Linked DNA regions of Mus musculus: region 1 is linked to region 2. The links are chromatin contacts, called in public promoter capture Hi-C maps. All regions are on one chromosome and are shown on one strand. The core of a region is the stretch at or near the end of the contact, and the rest is flanking DNA. Distances in the headings are between cores, read along the strand shown. Region 1 holds the start of Rbms2 (RNA binding motif, single stranded interacting protein 2). Region 2 holds the start of B4galnt1 (beta-1,4-N-acetyl-galactosaminyl transferase 1).

Evidence for each region. Promoter capture Hi-C pulls out the DNA fragments that hold promoters and counts their contacts.
Region 1: a contact with region 2 is called in a promoter capture Hi-C map of pre-B cells, with 4 times the contacts expected there. The contact joins the promoter of Rbms2 here to the promoter of B4galnt1 in region 2. A contact is called at or near these places in 3 of 39 promoter capture datasets (hippocampal neurons, liver and pre-B cells).

What each region holds. Positions count from the first base shown.
Region 1 is chr10:128,175,173-128,179,338 of GRCm38.p6, forward strand. Rbms2 (RNA binding motif, single stranded interacting protein 2) reads right to left here and starts at 1,396. Exons shown (of 13, transcript NM_019711.2): 1 at 1,178-1,396. The coding sequence starts at 1,243.
Region 2 is chr10:127,162,564-127,166,803 of GRCm38.p6, forward strand. B4galnt1 (beta-1,4-N-acetyl-galactosaminyl transferase 1) reads left to right here and starts at 2,593. Exons shown (of 11, transcript NM_008080.5): 1 at 2,593-2,956; 2 at 3,441-3,659; 3 at 4,155-4,240. The coding sequence starts at 3,442. It overlaps Gm51819 (a long non-coding RNA gene), which reads left to right. Exons shown (of 3, transcript XR_003949045.1): 2 at 79-128; 3 at 1,102-1,120.

The DNA.
Region 1 (4,166 bases), core at 146-2,645, 1.0 Mb after region 2:
TGACACAGGGTTTCTCTCTGTAGCTCTGGCTGTCCTGGAACTTGCTTGTAGTCCAGGCCGGTGTTGAACTTAGAGATTGGACTGCCTCTGCTTCCTGGGTACTAGATTTAAAGGCTTGCACCATCACCTGGCTGTAGAGCTTTCTTTCTTAAGCACATAAACAGAATGAAAACCACATAAACTACCCACCAGAGTACTGCCCTGATGAGATACTAGTATTCGAGTCTCTGAAATGGTCTTTTCAGGTCCACGAGGATATGAATCTCTCCCCACCTCCAACATTCCATCAAACAAGCATAGATCTCTGCACCACGTGTTTTCTTAAAGAACAGCTGTAATGCTCAAAAGAGACCAAAAAGTCTTCCTGCTATGGCTCAAAGCTCCTCCTCCAGCATTGCATACCACAAAATGCCAAGAAACTGCCAAGGATACTCTCTGGCAAATGTGGGCAAGCCTGTCTATCTCTCTCCAGGCTGTTCATTCACTCAAACATACCTTAACTCCTCAGGCAGCCAGGGGTTAATCATAAAGACTCCAGGGATCCTTGCTAAGCCTGGCTATCTGCAGGGTTCCAAGTATCCTCTCAAAAGGCATGACCCAAAGAATCACAGAGCTTTCTGCCTTAATCCCAAAGCATGTTATCTCCCCAAATTCCTCTGCCAGGATGGGTGGGGTGGGGTAGGGTCTCTCGTCTAGAAGCACACACTTAATTCTTGATGAGCCTTGAGACCTCTCAAACTACCTGTAATTTTTCTGCTATCTGGTGGGTTGAGTAAAAAGCGAAGTGAGGTGGGGGTAAGGGTGGATGCAATTAACCAAAATGATAAAATAATCTTGCCGGGTGTGAGCCTAGGGACAAGGTCTGAGTTGTCAGACTATCCCCGGGACCATGGGCGCAGCAGCAGACAGGCAGACTAACTTCGTTTCAGAAGATACAAACTTGCAAAGTTGGTTGTTTTTATTCCGCTGCCTCCTCCAGCCTCACAAACTTCTGCTCTAAATTCCTTTAACTCCAGAACCAGGTGCAAAAAGGCAGGAAAGACGCGGTGGAAGGAGAGGCGCTGAAGGGGGACAGAGGAATCTCGTTCCCCTCTTAAAGGAGAATTCTAAAACCAAGGGCGCTCCTGGATCCCTAGGAAAGGAAGTAGCTGATTCCCCAAAAGCACTTTTTTCCTACCTTCTTGTTGTTCTTGTTATAGCCAAAAGTCGAAATCCCAGGCCTGGAAGTCACTGATAGCAGCATTTTTTCTTTACTGTTACGGAGCTGAGAGAGAGAAAGAAGAGAGTGAAGGAAAGGGAGGGAGAAAGAGGGAGGGAGGAGGGGAGGGGGAAAGGAGAGGGAGAGAGGAAGGGAGGGAAAGAGGGAGGGAAGGGAGAAGGGAGGGGGAGGAGAAAGAGGAGAAAAGGAGCACGCAAGAGAGAGAGAGGGAGTGGGGGGGGGGCCTGCGGGGAAGAATGAGCTAGGTCTGCTCCTTACGTCACTGAGAGAAGTTAACCCAAAGTCAGAACGAGCCACTTCCACTGGGTCCTAATGCCCGGGATGTTCTGTTTTGGTTTTGGTTTTCATAGGCTTAGTTCAAGCTAGAAAGAAGAATTCTTAGGTCTAATCCTTTTCAAATGTAACCCTGTTTCTCCATGAACAAGTTCTGATTATTATGAAAAGACAATTAACCTATTATTAATAAAAGACAATGGTTTTTGTTGTTGTTTTGTTTTGATTTGAAGCTTTCTTTCCCTGAGATCTCAGCTACAAGATTTCAAACTTGGCCTGAAAAATGTCTTAGTAAGTTGCCAGGCCTATGCTCAGTTCCCAGATCTACATGGTAGAAGGAGAGAACCAGCTACCAAAAATTTTTCTCCCCCGACCCCAGCACCCAATGTGGCATGCCCACATATGCACATACAAAAAGAAATAAATGAAATAGTATATATATATATATATATATATATTTAAAGACATCAAGCTTAGTGTAAAAGGACCATCTTGACTGCCTCCCAGAGCATGGAAAGAAGACTATATGGCAATACCGTGTGTGAGAGCTCAGAGCTCAGACTAGTTTATATTAGGGTGATTTTTTTTTTTTTTTTTTTTGGTTTTTGAGACAGGGTTTCTCTGTGTAGCCCTGGCAGTCCTGGAACTCACTTTGTAGACCAGGCTGGCCTCGAACTCAGAAATCCACCTGCCTCTGCCTCCCGAGTACTGGGATTAAAGGTGTGCACCACCACGCCCAGGCCCAGCTTATATTAGGGTGATCTTGATGCAGTAAGAAAGATTTTGGAGTCTGGAGAGCTGGCTCAGGGGTTAAGAGCATGGCTGCTACTCCAGGAGAGCACAGCTGATTCCCAGCATCCACATGAGGTGACTCACAGTCACCTCTATGGCCACTAGCTTCCATGGATACCAGCATGCTCACACATGTGTGCTCTCTCTCCCTCTCCCACTCCCCCCCCCCATCATATACACATGCATACGTATATACACATACATAAGTACACAAAACACACACAGAGACACACATACACACACAATGTTTTATTTTTTATTTTTTGAGACAGGGTTTCTCTGTGTAGCCCTGAATGTTCTGGAACTCACTCTGTAGACCAGGCTGGCCTGGATATCTGCCTACCCCTGCCTCCCAAATGCTGGGATCAAAGGTGTGCACCCCCACTGCCAAGCTAATTTTTTTAACATTAAAAAAAAAGTATCTTGGAGCTGGCGAGATGGCTCAGTGGTTAAGAGTGCCAACTGCTTTTCCGAAGGTCCCGAGTTCAAATCCCAGCAACCACATGGTGGCTCACAACCATCCGTAATGAAATCTGACGCCCTCTTCTGGAGTGTCTGAAGACAGCTACAGTGTACTTACATATAATAAATAAATAAATAAATAAATAAATAAATCTTTAAAAAAAAAGTATCTTAAAATTAATAGGGCTGGTGAGATGGTTCAGTGGGTAAGAGCACCTACTGCTCTTCCAAAGGTACTGAGTTCAAATCCCAGCAACCACATGGTGGCTCACAACCACCCATAATGAGATCTGATACCCTCTTCTGGTGCGTTTGAAGACAGCTACAGTGAACTTATTCTAATAAATAAATCTTTTAAAAGAAAGAGAAAAAAGTAATTAATTAATTAATTAATTAATAATAATACAGAGAAACCCTGTCTCAAAAAACAAATAATAATAATAAGAAGAAGAAAAAGCATGGCCTAGGGATGGTGATACACTGCTTAAAGCTGGAACTCCAGCATGTATGAAGAAAGATCACCAAAAGCCTGAGGCCAGCCAAGGCCACAGAGTGACCAGTGACCGTAGGATCCACTGCAGAGCTTGAGGGAAAAGGCCAGCCTAGGCTATACTTTTTTTCACATGATAGTTCAGCAGGTAAAGGTGCTGAAAGATCTGGATTAATTCCTGGGACCCACGGGGTACAAGGGAGAAGAACCTACTCCTGAAATTTGTCCTCTGACCACCGTATGTGCTATAGTATACACTCACCAACACACACACACATACACACACACATTTTAAATGTAATAAAAGAGGACAAAAGTGAGTATGTTAAAAGCATATACAAATTAAATATACAATGGCAATAACTTCAGAGCCCTTGTTCCGTTCTGTCTGGGGTGACCGTTCCCAGCGCGAAGGCATCATCCCGAGACCAAGTCCACGCACCTCGCACCTCGGTGCTTTTGAACAAGTGGAAGCTTTACATTTTGTTATTATTTATTTACTTATTTATTTTTGGTGATCTCGGGAATTCAGCATGCTAAGCACGCACTCTCCCAAGCACTAAGCCAAGCCTTCAGCCCATGTGAGAGCTATCTTACTTAACTTTATGATTAATTTAATTACTTGTTGATGTAAGATAGGGTCTCACTCTGTAGTGCTCACTGACTTCAAACTCCGCATCTCCCTGTCTCCTTAGTGTGCTATTACTGGACATACATGAACGATCGCCCCCCCCCCCCCCCCGTTTTGTTTGGTTGGTTTAGGTTTGGCTATGTTGTTTGAGTGTGCTAGAGGATCAAGCAGTCTGCCAAAGAGACACAGTCCCACACTTCCAGCATATACTTCATCCTCTTTTTTAACAGTTAATGTGTTTAACCGTTTATGAGTATTGTGTGCCACATGTGTTCCTGGTGGTAAGAGCTAACTACTTC
Region 2 (4,240 bases), core at 1,343-3,842:
GGTTACATGGATAGACGCTGTTGAGTTTTAATCTTAATTTTGCCCCCTCAGCTAAGCAATCCCTGTTTTCTCATTTAGAGAAGAAATAGGAGCCCCTGGATCGTAGGAGCATCGGTGGTTATCAAATGGTAAGCGGAATGCTCAGCAGGAGGAAAATGAAAACTGGTTAGGTAGGTGGCATAACTCAAACCGCCCTGCTCCCTCCAGCGCTTGTGTTAGAGCATGTGGTTTCAGATGGAGATGAGCTCACTGTGGTGGGGAGGCAAGGCAGAAGGAGCAGGAGACTGAGAGAGAGATCACACCTCAGCTGACAAAACCCACTAGAGAGAGGACAGGAAGTAGGCTGAGGCTCAGCGGAATGCTCAGCAGGAGGAAAATGAAAACTGGTTAGGTAGGTGGCATAACTCAAACCGCCCTGCTCCCTCCAGCGCTTGTGTTAGAGCGTGTGATTTCAGATGGAGATGAGCTCACTGTGGTGGGGAGGCAAGGCAGGAGGAGCAGGAGACTGAGAGAGAGATCACACCTCAGCTGACAAAACCCACTAGAGAGAGGACAGGAAGTGGGCTGAGGCTCTGAACTCTCAGAGCCCAGCCATAAGGACGCGCTTCCTCCTGTAAGGTGCCTTCTCCATCCAACAGTGACATCACCTGGAGACCAGGTGCTCAAATATCTCAGCCAATTGAGGAGCCTCTTCATCCAAACCACCACATCCTAACACACGGACACATGTACGCACATGTATGAAGAACATATGTGTGTGTGTGTGTGTGCTTCACAAGATATTTCCATGCGTAGGGAAACAATATATGAAAAATCTCAAAATACCATTCTCTCAATGAGGTTAATCTTCAACACTTGTGCGTGTGTCTGCATGTGTGTGCTGTGTGTGTGAGAGAGAGAGAGAGAGAAGAGAGAGAGAGGGGGAGAGAGAGAGAGAGAGAGAGCCTGAGGAGACCAGAAGAGGGCACAAAGTCTCCTAGTGCGCAGTTATGAGCCACTCAACATGGGTGCTTCGAATCAAACTTGGGTCCTCTAGAAGAGGGAGAAAAGCTCTTAACCACTAAGCCATATCCCCCAACCCAACTGTTGGCTTTCTGACAGGGTCTCACTTACTTAGACCAGACCAAACCTGCTAACTCCTCAGCTCCTGACTCCACGGTGTTAAGAAAGGCATGCGCCACGTCGGTTTTGATTCTACCAGTCAAGAATAAGATGACTGCCACAATTTTTGAACAAAATTTGAAGCAAGCTTTAATACTAGCCAGGATGATGGACTCTGGCCAGTCCACTCCAGGGTTCCTAGAAAATGGCCACCAGCTACAATGGCCAGGTGATTATAAAGGGCTAACTCACAGGCTATGCCTTGGTCAGATGGAAGCAAGCATACATCCTGACATACTTCCTCCTACCTACCTCTCAACTCCCTGTGATCCCCTAGAAAAGTGAACGCATGTGGCTTGCTATCTGATACGGGTAACAGCTTCCAGAGAATCGTGGCGTATCTGTCCTCGGGCAGGGAGTTGACCGGTTACAAAGATCATTTTGATTCACGGAGTTCTTGGGCACAGTAATAAAAACCTAACTTTGCATTCTACACCCGATGTCTATCAAGTGTTTTGTAAATAAATTTATTCCTATTTACAATAATATTCTATCTACATGTGGGTCTGTGAAGGGGTATCCAGACGCCCGGGAACTGGAATTATTGTTGTAAGCTGCCATGTGGGTGCTGGGAATTGAACCCAGGTCCTTTGGAAGACCAGCCAGTGCTCTTAACTGCTGAGCCATCTCTCCAGTAAGTGTTTTATATAGACAGGTTTACTAATATTTCCCTTCGCCTCTTGCTTAGGGGATCTCTTCCGACTGTAAAGGAAAAAAAGCCCTTGATTTATTTTAAAGGTTTTGTAATTCTACTTTTAGCATTTGATCTGAAACTTCTGGTTTAAGGGTGGGTTTTCCCTCTTCTCCCCAACACACACACACAGTTCATTCAATATTGCTTATCTACAGCCCCAACCCCCAGACACATTTTTCATTATGTTTTACCTATTTTTCTATTCAATTTTGATCCTTCTGAGAACCACAGGACTTTGTTTCTGGTCAGTGTCGGGAATCAAGCCACCTATGGCCTACTTCACTGTCCATCTGGCCACTTTCTGCGGTTCCTCTTCAAGTCTGTACCAAGAAGCAGTTAGGGGAAGTAGGCCGGCCATTGAGTAACGGCTTGCCTCGGTTGATGGCTGGAATTCGGAGCCAAGAGGTCAGAGAGAGGCCGCTGTCTTTGTTGCTCGTGAGGCAGTGTTCACCTCCAGGGCTGGCTGGTTTTATTTATTTCATCTTCCCCATCCAAGTGTTCCTTGAAATGAGGTTAGACCGCATACTGAACCCAATCGCCCTTCCTGGGGCTACACTGTGAACGAGTGGGGAAATGGCGGGGACCGGGAACTGGCATCTTAGACACCGCGGTTTGGGGACGAAGGGATGTGAAAAGGGGGGACCTTCCCGGGAGGGCTCATCGCCTAAGCAATCTTCTCCGCGTCCGCCAGACGGCGCCGCGGAGCTCGCCATCCCCGCTCAGAGCCCGAGCCTGTGCCGCAGCCAGCCCGGGAGCGGCGCTGCGCTGCGGTGTGAGAGCCGGGCGGAGGCCTGAGCCCTCGGCTGCCTGGGAGCGCGACGCGGTGCCAGGGCTTCCCCGCTTTGTCGCTGGGGCTGGGGCGCGGCGGATTTACGATCCAGTTCACCCCGGCAGGAAACGTTCAGAACCACCCCCGCGCTGCGGTCTACAAAGCCCCGGAGTCCGCAGGCGGGAGGAGTCGGATCCCCGACACTGTCGGGCTCCCTCCCGCCCAGCTCCCGCATCAGGCCGTCGCCGGCCTCATGAGGACCCCCCGGCCGGGGCGGAGAACCGGGCACTGCCCGGACCGCGATCCTGCCGCGGCCTTAGAACGTTAGACAGGTCAGTGCGCTGGCACGCCCGGCGGCCGAGGTGTGGGCAGGAGCGGCGTCCTCCTGGCCTCGCGCATCGTGCCCGTGGCTCAACGAGGCCACCCGAGGGTCACCGAGGCCGGGCACCCGCGAGCGCGGGCGCGACACCGTGCCTTCCCTGACCCGCCAGGTGCAGTACAGCCGCCCCTCCGCAGCACCCTGGCCCGGCTGCTGCCCGTGGGGTGGGGGTGGGGTCCCCGAGGGCTGCGCACCCAAGATACTGCATGTCACCACGGCAAGCCTTGGGTGTATGCGGAAGCCCAGAGGCGAGAGAGAGGCGGAAGAAAGGAGGCCGGGAGACCTTTGGCGTGAGCATGAGGGAAGGGGTGCGCGCCGTGCGGAGCGGAGATGGCTGGCCTTGGGTACCTGCGCGAGCCTCGGAGGCGGCGGGGTCCAGAGTCCCGGCCCTCACGTTCTCTGAGAGCCTGGTCACCTCTCACCCTCCCCCATATCAGGATGCGGCTAGACCGCCGGGCCCTCTATGCGCTAGTCTTGCTGCTCGCCTGCGCCTCGCTGGGTCTCCTGTACTCCAGCACCCGAAACGCGCCAAGTCTCCCGAACCCTCTGGCATTGTGGTCGCCCCCACAAGGTCCCCCGAGACTCGATCTGCTAGACCTTGCCCCTGAGCCTCGCTACGCACACATCCCGGTCAGGATCAAGGAGCAAGTGGTGGGGTGAGTGCGGACCGCGGCGTGGCGGCGGCGACAGCGCAGAACATGCTGGAGGGGGTGGCCGGGGAGCTTTTGTTTCCTCCAGTGCTAGACTCGGACGCTGCTTACTGCTGACTGGTTGGGTGCAGTTATCAGGGAGGTGGAGAGGGCTACCGAAGCTTGAACTGGGGGGGAGACAGGGGCGCGGCAAATCTATCCTCCTCAACCTTGTCGCCGCCACTGGAGTGTGGGAGGATGTACAGGCAAAAGAGCACCCGGAGACTGCCTGCTGTCTTGATTTAGACTTGAGATTCCAGAAGGGTTCCTGGATGGCGGCTACGTAGACATCCTAGTAATTGGCCCTAGTTCGCACCTCTGTAACGCACAGATTTAAGGGATAAGCTGTCTCTCACCTGTGGGCAGAGTTGAGGGATCAAAGTGTGCAGCGCTGTGCGTTTTGTGAGATAAATGGAGCTTAGGTACCTACCTGGACTCTGAAGCCGCTTCTCCTCCCTTTAGGCTGCTGGCTCAGAACAACTGCAGTTGTGAATCCAAGGGAGGAAGCCTTCCCTTGCCCTTTCTGAGACAGGTTCGGGCGGTTGACC